4 separate regions of the Mus musculus genome follow, and all the other regions are linked to region 3. Evidence: chromatin contacts called from public Hi-C, Micro-C and promoter capture Hi-C data. All regions are on one chromosome and are shown on one strand. The core of a region is the stretch at or near the end of the contact, and the rest is flanking DNA. Distances in the headings are between cores, read along the strand shown.

What was found. A called contact is a pair of places that touch in the nucleus more often than the background predicts. Capture Hi-C pulls out chosen DNA fragments and counts their contacts.
Region 1: a promoter capture Hi-C map of adipose tissue shows a contact between it and region 3, with 3 times the contacts expected there. The contact joins the promoter of Gnl3l here to the promoter of Smc1a in region 3. A contact is called at or near these places in 3 of 39 promoter capture datasets (the C10 cell line, erythroid cells and liver), 3 of 484 Hi-C or Micro-C datasets (B cells, CD4 T cells and regulatory T cells), 6 of 115 datasets of contacts at active chromatin or transcription factors (astrocytes, embryonic stem cells, large pre-B cells and 2 more) and 2 of 9 other capture datasets (adipose tissue and liver).
Region 2: a Micro-C map of embryonic stem cells shows a contact between it and region 3, with 7 times the contacts expected there. The contact joins the promoter of Fgd1 here to the promoter of Smc1a in region 3. A contact is called at or near these places in 4 of 39 promoter capture datasets (the 3T3-L1 cell line, liver, pre-B cells and 1 more), 1 of 484 Hi-C or Micro-C datasets (embryonic stem cells) and 1 of 115 datasets of contacts at active chromatin or transcription factors (astrocytes).
Region 4: a contact with region 3 is called in a Hi-C map of CD8 T cells, with 8 times the contacts expected there. The contact joins the promoter of Tsr2 here to the promoter of Smc1a in region 3. A contact is called at or near these places in 5 of 39 promoter capture datasets (the C10 cell line, erythroid cells, liver and 2 more) and 1 of 484 Hi-C or Micro-C datasets (CD8 T cells).

The regions. Positions count from the first base shown.
Region 1 is chrX:151,015,852-151,018,781 of GRCm38.p6, forward strand. Gnl3l (guanine nucleotide binding protein-like 3 (nucleolar)-like) reads right to left here and starts at 1,471. Exons shown (of 16, transcript NM_198110.2): 1 at 1,350-1,471.
Region 2 is chrX:151,045,747-151,048,446 of GRCm38.p6, forward strand. Fgd1 (FYVE, RhoGEF and PH domain containing 1) reads left to right here and starts at 1,424. Exons shown (of 18, transcript NM_008001.4): 1 at 1,424-2,235. The coding sequence starts at 1,929. It overlaps Gm46690 (a long non-coding RNA gene), which reads right to left and starts at 346. Exons shown (of 2, transcript XR_001782846.2): 1 at 1-346.
Region 3 is chrX:152,015,053-152,017,877 of GRCm38.p6, forward strand. Smc1a (structural maintenance of chromosomes 1A) reads left to right here and starts at 1,376. Exons shown (of 25, transcript NM_019710.2): 1 at 1,376-1,588. The coding sequence starts at 1,480. Ribc1 (RIB43A domain with coiled-coils 1) reads right to left here and starts at 1,243. Exons shown (of 8, transcript NM_025660.3): 1 at 1,111-1,243; 2 at 729-816.
Region 4 is chrX:151,095,227-151,097,926 of GRCm38.p6, forward strand. Tsr2 (TSR2 20S rRNA accumulation) reads right to left here and starts at 1,317. Exons shown (of 5, transcript NM_001164578.1): 1 at 1,203-1,317; 2 at 939-1,029. The coding sequence starts at 1,286.

The DNA of each region.
Region 1 (2,930 bases), core at 221-2,720, 1.0 Mb before region 3:
AATTGAGGAAAATACGTAATAAATTTTAAAAAAAATCAACAACAAAAATTAAGAGGCTGGAGAGATGGCTCAGTGGTTAAGAGCAGTTAAGAGCACTGCCTGTTCTTCCAGAGGTCCTGAGTTCAATTCCCAGCAACTATATAGTAGCTCACAGCCATCTATCGTGGAATCCGATGTCCTCTTCTGTCATACAGGTGCACATGTAAATAAATAGAGCATTCATATACATAAATAAATACAATTTTAAAAGTAGAGAAAATCTGAGCTCCTATTCTATGGATGAGGAGAGATTTCGAATGCACTGCATTGTAGGATGATCAGTGATATCACTGGCTTTCTGGGCTAAATGGGAGGGGGGAGTTGTCTGCATCTCTACTGCTCAGATGCCCCCTCTCTTGGTCAATCTGGTGATTATAAATCATTTGGAGGGTGGGGTTCTGTCTCTACCTCAAAAGGGAAGAAAATAAACCTGAGTTTCTCTACCCTGAGGGTCTACTTGAGAGGCATAGCATTATCTCAGTGGACTAAAGTCTGTTCCCAGGTACTGTAAGCCAGTTTGGGTGGGCCTTTACTACCGTCAGAAAAACAGCAATTCTTTATGGGGTAGCTATGGGGGTCTAATTTTCCATAATGAAGGGGGAGGGGTAAATCTGTGTGGTTGCCCATAAGTCTCTGTCTCCAATGATTTTGAGGGCTGATGGTGTCTGGTGACTGGTTACAAGGGTAAACATGAGAAGGGTGGGTCTCTACGTTAGGAGCTCTCTTCCTCTAGATATTACACAATTCTGAGCTCCCCTATCGCAGTATGGAGATGGACAAGCCCCGTTAAAGACCTATGCCTTAATAAGCCAGAAGTCGGCCTGCTCAACCTTGTATTGGAAATTATTTTCTTATAGGGCAGGGATGATATCATCCACCATTTGATGGGTCGACACACCTGTCTCCATTACGCAATGAAAGTATAAACGTAATAGACCTTCTCACACATGGATGGGGGCGTCTGTCTACATGGGAGAAATGGCAGTAATGCGAAATGACGCCCAAATATCCTGAAAGGCGGAGGGCAACCGACATTTTGTCTCATACGCATGGTCAGTGCCTCTCTACATAGCCAGGATGCATCTTTAGAGCCTCTCTAGGAGGCCGCCAGAATGCAGTTCAGCGCATCGCCACATGTGGAGCTATCCGTATCCCTCTTCCAGGCCCTTCTACTTTACAAGAGAGCCAGCTTTTCACCTCTCTAGTCCAGGATGGCGAGCATCTCTGGTTTCACCTTTAAAAAAACAATCTTTACTATACTGCTGGCCTGGTGAGCACTCACCACGAAAAAAAAGAGAGTAGTCTCTTACCTACACTTCCGGCAGGGACCTCGGAGAGCTGTTAGAAGCACAACGTCGCCAGTCCAGGAGTGCGCAGCTAGGCTCCGCCCAGACTTCCGGATCCCAGCCCAGCTCTTTGCTCCGCCTAATTTGCGTAAGACGCAAGGGCGGAGTTTCGATATAATTGCTGCGCCGCACAGTCCCGCCCCCGCTCCCACGCTGGCCCCGCCTCCTGGCTGCCGGCGGGTAAAGAAATAGCGAAGAGGGGGGCGGGAGCCTGGCGATGGGAGGGGGGGCAGTTGTGTGTATCTGTGTCTTGTTTGTGTGTGTGTGTGTGTGTGTGTGTGTGTGTGTATACTCATGTGGCCACAAAAGCTATTTGTAAGACGAACTCTTTTGTGCGGCTTCCTGGCTAGGGTTAAGGATGTATCTTCTCTAGTCTGTTACCAAAGTAATCACTGGCAGCATTAGATGAGGGTAGGGGGCAATAGTTTGTCCTCCTGGAAGATGGCGACAGACCGGGTGCGAGAAAATGGCCGCCGGAATCACGTGTCTATTTGGCTGCGTATATCCCACCTGAAATGAGTTCGCTGTTTTCAGCAGCTTTCCAGTCTCACGGGACTCTAAAGCATAGCAAGGCTCAGCCGGGAGCAGCAACCGAAACTCTTTGGAATTGTCACTCACCGGTTTACCCTCTTCTCCCTCATGTATGATTCCTGTGTCTGCAGAAAATAAACCTATCTCTAAAGCGAGGGTAGGTAAGGGTGTCTTTAATAACCATTTCAGGAAACTTCTGACTTGACTGGGAAGTGAGATAACCCTCCAAAAAGCGTAACTATTAATTTAATTCCTTCCTGGTCATTTACTTCCAGTCCTTTCCCTCTCCTCAAGTCTAAACCTTAAGGGTGGGGGTTGGGCTAGGTAAGGCAACCACCCAGAACGTGTGTTCTTCATCTGCAACTCATTCCTGCTGAAAACAAGCCCTTTTGCTCTCCCTCCCCTTATAGTACAGGATTGGCTGCTACCTTTCTCTCTAGACCCCAGATTCTTCTGGACCCCCAAAGTAGCCATAGTATTTACAGGCTCTATTTACCTATTGTAGCTCTATGAAATTTCTAATACCAGCGTTTTTATGACTCCCAGTTGAGTAAGAATCACAGCATCCTTTATCACAATACTACACTGTAGTAGGTTTTTTTCTTAAATTTTTTGTAGATTTGTTCTAGTTTGTGAGTTTGCTGTTATGTGTGTGTGTATGTATGTGCACCATATACCTTCCTGATGCATGTGGAGAGCAGAAGGATGCTTTGGATCCTCTGAATCTGGAGTTGCTGATGGTTGTGAGCCATCTGCATGTGAAAGCTTGCTGCTGAGCTCAGGTCGCCGGCAAAAGCAACAGGCTCTCCTAACTGCTGAGCCATCTCTCCAGTCCCTGTACACTATAGTTCTTAATGTGGCTTCATCACCACAGGAGAGAGGACTCCTCAGAGAAATGACAGTTCATCTTTGAACTCTCATAGAAACCCAGTACAAAACTGGCTGGAAGCAAATTTGTCAACTGAAATTAAGAGCTGCACCACAAGTCAATGGGGATTGAACAGTTTAATAGGT
Region 2 (2,700 bases), core at 174-2,673, 970 kb before region 3:
AGAACACTACTAAGACGAGGAGGAAACTGAAAAGGAAAAAGGAGAAAAATAAGCATGATATGTCATAGGGAAGCAATTTCAGGAGAAGGGAGAGGTCACTGGTGCTACCTGAATGCTAGCAAGTCCAAGTAGGATGACCTCTAAAGAGATTCTTTTCGGTTTAGTAACGTAAGCTATGGAAGACCTTGATAAGAAAAATAGCTTGGAAGAAGTAGTAGAGGTGAGTTGTAGCAGGGTTAAAGATAAGTGGGAGGTAGGAAATGGGACACTTGACTATGAGCAAGTCTTGAGTCATCTGTAAAAAGAGAAGAGAGATAACTTTTGGTGCTTGTTTTTTTAGATGGGAGAAGATACCTGACTGTTTAAAGCCCAGAGCGAAGGGACTCGGAACGAACTCAGAGGTCTGTTGCTAAGAATTCCAGACCTTTCTTCTGGCGTCTTCTGTTCACTCCATGTAAGTAGGACATGGGCTTATCAGCTAAGTACCGTGGGACGGAGTTGGGGGCACAAATCAAGATCTTGGGGAGACTAGATTTGATATGGCCACCATGGATGAGAGTTATCTAGGCAATGGGGGTGAAACAGAAAAGAAAGTTGACTACTAGTAGGGTGTCGGGTCAGTTCTGAGGGACTTGTAGAAGCTGGGAAATGAGGGTTTATCATGACACAAATGTGGAAAATTGTAGTGTTACCCAGTAGTGTTCAGCTGCCTGGGCACAAGCATGGAAAAAAAGGCAAACAGTTGGACTGGTTCAGTTTTGGGTTGCTGCCAGCCGGGTAACGGACAAAACAAGGGACCGCGACAAAAAGAGTGGAAAAGTAAAGGGCCATGAGATCTGGTCTGAGAAAATAAGTACTAAAGGATCGCTACGTGCCAAGCCTAGCTTAACTCTGGGACATGTGGAAAGGCTTCTGGGAAAGAGTGTGATGGGAGAGCGGAAGAAGGCATGAGATGCGACGGAAGGGTCGATTTCGGAAATTGGGCCCAGAGACTCGCCTCTGTGGGACCAAGGAAGGATGGGAAGGAAAGCTGAAGGGCCAGCAGAAGGAGGGCCTTAAGCTCCTAGCAGTTAGAGGTGAAACTGGCCCTAGCGAGGGGGCGTGGCCAAGCTCAAATCCCGACGAGGGGGCGGGGCTCCAATAACTGGGTCTCAGCGCCGCGGTGGCTGCGGCTGTCTCAGCAACGGCTCGCGCCTCCCCATCCCCCAGTTCCCAGGGCTCTTCCCGCCTGCCGCGGTGCAGACCCAGGACGAAGGCGGAGAAGCCCGGTCCAGCCCGGTCCTCCGCCCGCACGGCTGGAGCATCGTTCCGGAGGACTGCCCGAAGGCAAGCCTCGCAGCCGGAGAGCGCGGCGCACACGCGCGCCTCCCGGCCGCGGCCGTCCTCTCTTCCCTCCTTCCTCTCCTCTCCCCCTCCCCTCTCCTCCGCCCCCAGCCTCCGCTGCGGCGGGAGGAAGAACCCTTCCCGACTAGCCCAGAGAACCCAGGTCGATTCTCATTCCGGGAGAAAGAGACCCCCCTCGGTGGGATCCGGCTGGCCGCTCGCCCCCGGCTACGGAAGTGACTGGTCATCTATTAGGAGAGCTCGTGCCTAGCGCAGCCCCCGACCCTCGCCTAGCCGCAGCCGCATAGACAGCGCTCCCCAGCGGGCCCCCGGCCCCGCCGAGCCCACTCCCCGCTTGGGGCCAGGGCTGGCGATGCCTGGCGCGGCAACGGCGGTGGCCGCGGCTGCTGCTGCTGCTGCCGCCACGGCTGCTGGCCGGAGCCCGGGTCGGGGGCTCGAGTCTCCGCAGTGGGGCTGAGCCCGCAGCCCCGCCCCCCGAGCCTGAGGCCGCTGCTCCGCCGGGCGCCGGGCCTTCTCCGCCCGCGCCTCCGCCCCAGGAACTGGAGCCAAGCGGGGAGCCCGGGCCCCGCGCCCAGGCCCGGACCATGCATGGCCACCGAGTCCCGGGGGGCCCTGGGCCTTCGGATCCCGAACGCTCAGCGGCAAATACCCCCGGTGCCGCTCCGCTGGCCTGTGCCGACTCGGACCCTGGAGCCTTGGAACCCGGGCTGCCGGTGAGCAGGGGCTCAGGCACGGCTCTTGGAGGCCCTTTGGATCCTCAGTTTGTTGGACCCTCGGATGCCAGCCTGGGAGCGCCTCCAAGCTCCCGGGTCTTACCCTGCGGCCCTAGTCCTCAGCACCACCGGGCCCTGCGCTTCTCCTACCACCTGGAGGGCTCGCAGCCTCGGCCTGGTGAGTGATCCAGACAGCATGGGAACCTGGGCCACGGGCCTGGTACCGGGAACGGGTTCTTGTTCTAGGACTTGGAGCCGACATGCTCACCCTAGCCCCTTGGGTCCCCTCAACCCCTACCCCCACCTCCTGCAGTATTCGGTCCAGTCCTTTCAGCCTTTGCCCCTTGCTCTTATCTGTCCCTTGCGCCCTCAAGCCTTAAGACTCCTTTCTCTTCTAACTGTTGAGGCTAACAGGAGAGGAAGCACTCCAAGAAAAGGGGGCAGGATTTCAGGGCAGCAATGGGGATGTGGTTGGAATAGGAGAAAAGAAGTCTCCCATTAGCTAAGTGACTACATTTGTGCATGGCACTGAACTGGGTACTTTTACAAGGGTTTTTGTTTCAGCTTCAGGAGCCATCTGTGAAGTGGATATCATCAATTACATTTTTAGGGGTGCAGACTGAGGCTTTGAGAAGTAACTTGT
Region 3 (2,825 bases), core at 126-2,625:
CTTTTGATCCCAGCAGGTGGATCTCTGAGTTCGAGGCCAGCCTGGTCTACAGAGTTCCAGGACAGTCAGAGCTAGATGGAGAAACTTTTGAAAAAATAAAAGAAGATACCCAGGAATAGCTGTGGAAACCACCAGACTCTTTCCATATCTAACTGAAAATGGCACTAACCCCGGCCTATAAAGACAATCTGTTGTCACAATAGGGGGATGATTCAGTAGACATCCTGGGCTGCTAAGATCATGACTATAAGGTGATAGAAGGGGAATGAAAGAATGAAGAAAAAGGGGATGGAAAAGAATTGGAGAAGGACAGGGTATAAAGGAGAGAGAGGAGAGAGGAAGAGAGGGGGGAGAGAGGAGAAAAAGAGGGAGGGAGAGGGAAGGAGGGGAGAGAGAGGGGGGAGAGGGAGAGAAAGAGGGAGGGAGAGAGAGAGGTGAAGAGGTGGAAATGGGGGAAACTTGATGTAATGGAGGGAAAAGGACAGAGTTGGAGCGAGAGAGGGAGGGAGGAGAGAGGGAGAGGGAAGGAGAGGAGAGAGAGGGGAGGGGGAGAGGAAGGGAGAGAGGAGAGAGAAAGAGAAAGGGAGGGAGAGAGGAGAGAAAGGGGGAGGGAAAGAGACAGAGGGGAAGTGGTGGAAATGGGGGAAACTTGATTTAACAGGGAGGGAAAAGGACAGAGCTGGAGCACTGGCTTAAGGACCTGGACTCCTAGTGTTCACACAAGATACCTTTCTCAGTACAGAATTCCAGTTTTGAAGCTCGAAAATGGATTGGACCCAAGTTGACTCTTGGATTTACAACGGCAGTCTTTAAATTCTGCTTGGAGAAATAAGAGAGAAGCAGACGATAGGGGCAGTATTTCAGAACACAGCCTTTCCCAACTTGTATCTCTGTTGTCTAAGAGATACTCTCATCGTCCTCACACTCTAAGCTCGCCTCATCTAAGTCCTCCCTTTGATCCCTCTTCCATCCCAAACTGCCCACCCTTCCGAGGGCGCCTTCCCATTCCCGACTGAATCCTTGGCTGAAGCGCTTCTCCCCGTCTCCCCCCTTGCTGGCTAGACTACAAACCCCAGCCGAGCTTCTGCCTCCCACTAGCTCTGGCAGAACCTTGAAGTGACTTCTTTCCCAGCAAGCGTGGGCTCAGACCCCGCCTGCTTGCTCTGATTTCCCCCGAAGTGATCAGAGCACTAACGCTTCCCGTCCTAGTTGGCGGCCACTTCAACAGTTGCTGGGTAACTACGTAGAGGGGCGGGGCCTGAGCGCCCAGCGCGTGCTCCAGCCGGGCAACAATTCAACAAAAGCGCTATTTCAGGCGGAAGTGACCATTTCTGGCCCCGGAAACAGGAAATCGTGATTGGCTTGGACTTATTATCGCGAGGCTTACTGTACACCCGGCTTGCACTGCGCTATTTCCCGCGCGGGCTAACCTCGTTCCCAGGAGTAAGGCGCGGCCTTTCCTACGCCAGCGCCGCTGTCATGGGTTTCCTGAAACTGATTGAGATCGAGAACTTTAAATCGTACAAGGGTCGACAGATTATCGGACCATTTCAGAGGTTTACCGCCATCATTGGACCCAATGGCTCTGGTGAGATTAAAACCGGCTGTGGCCCTGCGCGCGTCCCGGTCCGGTTCCCCCTGCTTGTCTGCAAAGTAGTACAACCTACCCCCATGCAACCCGAGACATTGTGAACCCTGAAATGTTCCTTGATCCTCTTGGTGGGGCTTGGATCTGAACTTGCTTTCCCTTTTGGCATACACTGAACTCGAGTCTCTTCCCAACTGTCAGTTGGCGGAGTTCGGCGCAGACCCCCTCTGGCCCGAATGGTATGGGCCGAACCGTGCGTCGCCCCGCCCACTACCCCTCCCGCCAAAAGAGGCGTTCCCGAAATTTGCTGCCAGTTGTTTGGCCCGCGGCTTCCTTCCGGTCTGCATTGTTCCACCTTCCTAAACTTGTTTGACACCTCTGGGAAAATTTGGGAACCGTAACTCTGCTTTGGCGTCCGATCCCAAGCTGTGTACTTTGTGCTCTACTCAGCCCTCCCCGCACCCGCACCTCCCGATGGAACGCTCCACTCTGATTCCTTTCCCCCCCCCCCTCTCTGCTGTGGCACTTTTGAATTTCTGACCCAGCGTTCCGCTCAGCAGCGTGGGATTGCGATGCCCCCCACCCCTCCGCATGCCCCCCACACGCCTAAGAGATTGTTGCTTTGATTTGCCTTTTTCCTACCAGAAAACCGTAAATAAGCCTGAACTTGTTCGCTTGCCAAATTGGTGGAGGGTTTGGGGTTTTATCAGTTAAGTTTATGCGGGGAGAGCAAATCCGAGATCGCGGGAAAGGAGAAGCAAAGTACAAAATAAGATAACACTTAGGCCATTATAAATGTTTTGTAGAAAAGGGGTTAGGCTGATAAGTTAGAGTGACTTTGATAGTAACCCTACTTTTTCATACTTAAGCCTACTATTTCATATCTTAGTTTTTGCTGTATAGCTCGTAGTTTCCTCTCACCCATCTCTAGAAGTATTCGTTATGAATCTTTGCTGTGTTCCTCCACTCCAGAGATATTCTAGTTTACTCATTTTCTAGCCTGCTAGGCCACCCTTACCTTGAAGTAGCTCATAGCGAATACCTTCACTGGACTCTTGCTTGCGGTTTTGTTCTCTGTCTAGAGCATTGTTTCCTAACACTAGCTCTTTAGCCACACACTTTCTCTGTGCGGTTGGTTCTGTGCATTGTAGAATGTTTAGCTGTTTTCCTGACCTCTCTCCACTAAATGACAGCACCTCCACTCCCCTGAAATGCCCATCAAAAATGTGTTCGGACA
Region 4 (2,700 bases), core at 67-2,566, 920 kb before region 3:
GAGAACCCAACTCAGGTTAGGAAGAGCAGGACGCACTTTTAACAGCTGAACATTTCTCCAGCCCCTTCTTTTATCATAAGGACAACTTGGGGATATGGAGCTTGAAACTTAGAGCAATTCCCCTGTCTCCGTCTCCCTGGTGCTAGAATCACAAACATGGCCCATATGCTAGACCTTGGATATGAATTTAATAACACTATAATATTTGCTTCTTTCATTCATTTATTCATTTGTGGTAGTATGAGTAGTGTAGAGCCTCACATGTGTGTAGTAAGCAAGCACTTCCATTGAGCTATATCTCCAAGTCTTTATATTATTTTTATTATGAGACAAGGTTGTGGTGAATCTGAACTTGAGGTCCTTTTGCATCAGGAATATGAGAGTACATGCCTGCACCACAGGGCCTGGCTGCCTTTTATTTATCAGAGGTACTGCTTTTAGTTTTGGTGGCACCAGGGTTGGAGCCCAGGGACACGAGCAGACTAGGAAAGTGCTCTACCACTGGGCTACACTCCTCACCCAACAATTTTAAAATTATATTTACTTGTGTAGGGAGAATCAGAGGACACCTTAAGCGTGTACCAGTTCTCTCCTTCCATGTTGTCCCAGCTATGAAATTCGGACTGTTATGCTTGTTGGCCTTTGTCCACGGAGCTGTCCCCCACCCCTCATCCAGCAATTTTAAGTTACAAGATATGACTCGAATAGTTCTTTTCGTCGGATCTTTCCATAACCATTTTAGAAAGTAGGAAAATGACTCTCTGGAAGGCAAAATGCGTTCTCCAGCATAATAGCATTTGAGTGTCATTGCCTCTAAGGCACTCTAAAGACACAATTCTGATCTCAAAGTCACGATTCATTCATCAAACGCGGGCTCTCTACGTCGAGGCTCTGCCACGCCACACTGCGACAGACAGCAACACCTCACATTCACTCACCATTGGCGATGAAGTAATCCTCCACTGCACCCCCTAGCCACTCGGCCTTCTCCTGGCTGTGCACGCCCCCGAAGCCATTCTCCACAGCGATCTGTGAACACAGGCCCAAGCCAACCATGACAGCATGGAAACCAGAACGGCGTGGCCTGCCGGGGCCTGGGAGTCTGCCGCTTACACCGCCCAGCCATGGCTCTGGCGCCTCGCCTGGTCAACTTCTATTTTGTCACAGCCTTAATCGTGACCCCCCGCCAGGACCTCACTTACCTGTAAAGCAGGCCAAGCCTCCAGCGCAGCTCGGACTGCAGCTCCGAAGAGCACACGCACATCTTCAGCGGCGCCCGCCATCATCCGTTTAGATCACGTGGCTCCCAGGCAGCCCAATCGCTAGGGCGACCTCACCAGGCAAAAGGAGCCAAAAGCCGATTCTCAGAACGTGGTTTAGTTTTCTGCCAATCTGGCTGGCAGCAAGACCAGAACAGTGGGAAACGCCATCAGTGGTAGATGCTACCACTTACCACAGTAAATCCTAATAATTAAAGGAGAACCTGGAGCAGAGTACTTAGGAAGCATAGCTGAAATAAAGAGGAAAGGAGAAAAGAATAGCGAGGGCGAGAAAACCTACATTTGCGAGGCTCAGCAGATAAAGGCAATTGCCTCCAAGCCTGAAGAACTGAGTTCAGTCCCTGAGCCCTACAGGATGGAACTAGAGAACCGATTTCTGCAATTTCCTCTCACCTCCACATGTGTTACACGGCATTCACAGGCGCAGGCACTCCCACACACAATAAATAAATGTAATTTTAATTTTTTAAAAATAATTATTTTATATATGTGAGTACACTGTCACTGTCTTCAGAGACACCTCAGAAGAGGGCATCGGATCCAATTGCAGATGGTTTTGAGCCACCATGTGGTTTCTGGGACTTGAACTCAGCTCAGGACCTCTAGGAAGAGCAGTCAGTGCTCTTAACCGCTGATCCATCTCTCCAGCTCCAACAATTCATTCTTGAGTCAAATATGAGTGACCATGTCCAGGATTCAGGTTGTCCAGAAAGATATTTTCTTTTGTGGAAGTGGTCAAATGACATTTTAGTAGTTACAGAACAAAGAAAGTCCTAAGTCAAAGCATTTACTAAATCTATTGATAGAGACTACAGGTAGTGGGATGAGGAAATTTCTGCTTAGGTTTCAGATACTGTCTGATGACATTCTTAGCTTTTGGATTCATAGATGCTCGCTGTTAAGTATGTATTTGAAAAGTTGTGATAACCACGAGATTTCTCGTTCAGATTCAAGGGAAGACAAGGAATTGTTTTCAATGGGATTAAAAGTAGCTCAAGGTCATTTGTCTCTCCTCTGTAACATTTTTACTCACCCCAACCACAAAGCTCCGTCATTTGGTCCTATAGAACGGTCCATACAGATGTACCTGTTCTTTTCTCTAGGAACTTCAGTTTCCACTGTGTAGCCATGTCTGGTATTGGACTCTTACCACACTCTCCTAAATTCTAGGACTAATCACACACCACCACACTTAGCACAGAATATAGATTTTTCTGAAGTTCACAAGAACATTCTCCAAGACACACCATGTAGTATTCCACACAACAGCGTTTAGTATGTTTTAAGGACTAAGGGCTGATAATGTTTCTATCTACCTTGCCAGCATACTGGGGTCCTGGAGTTTCATCCCAAGACCACAAAAGAAAAAAAAAAAAAAAAGAAAGACTGCAAAGCAAAATTAGAAATTAGTAAGAGAAAG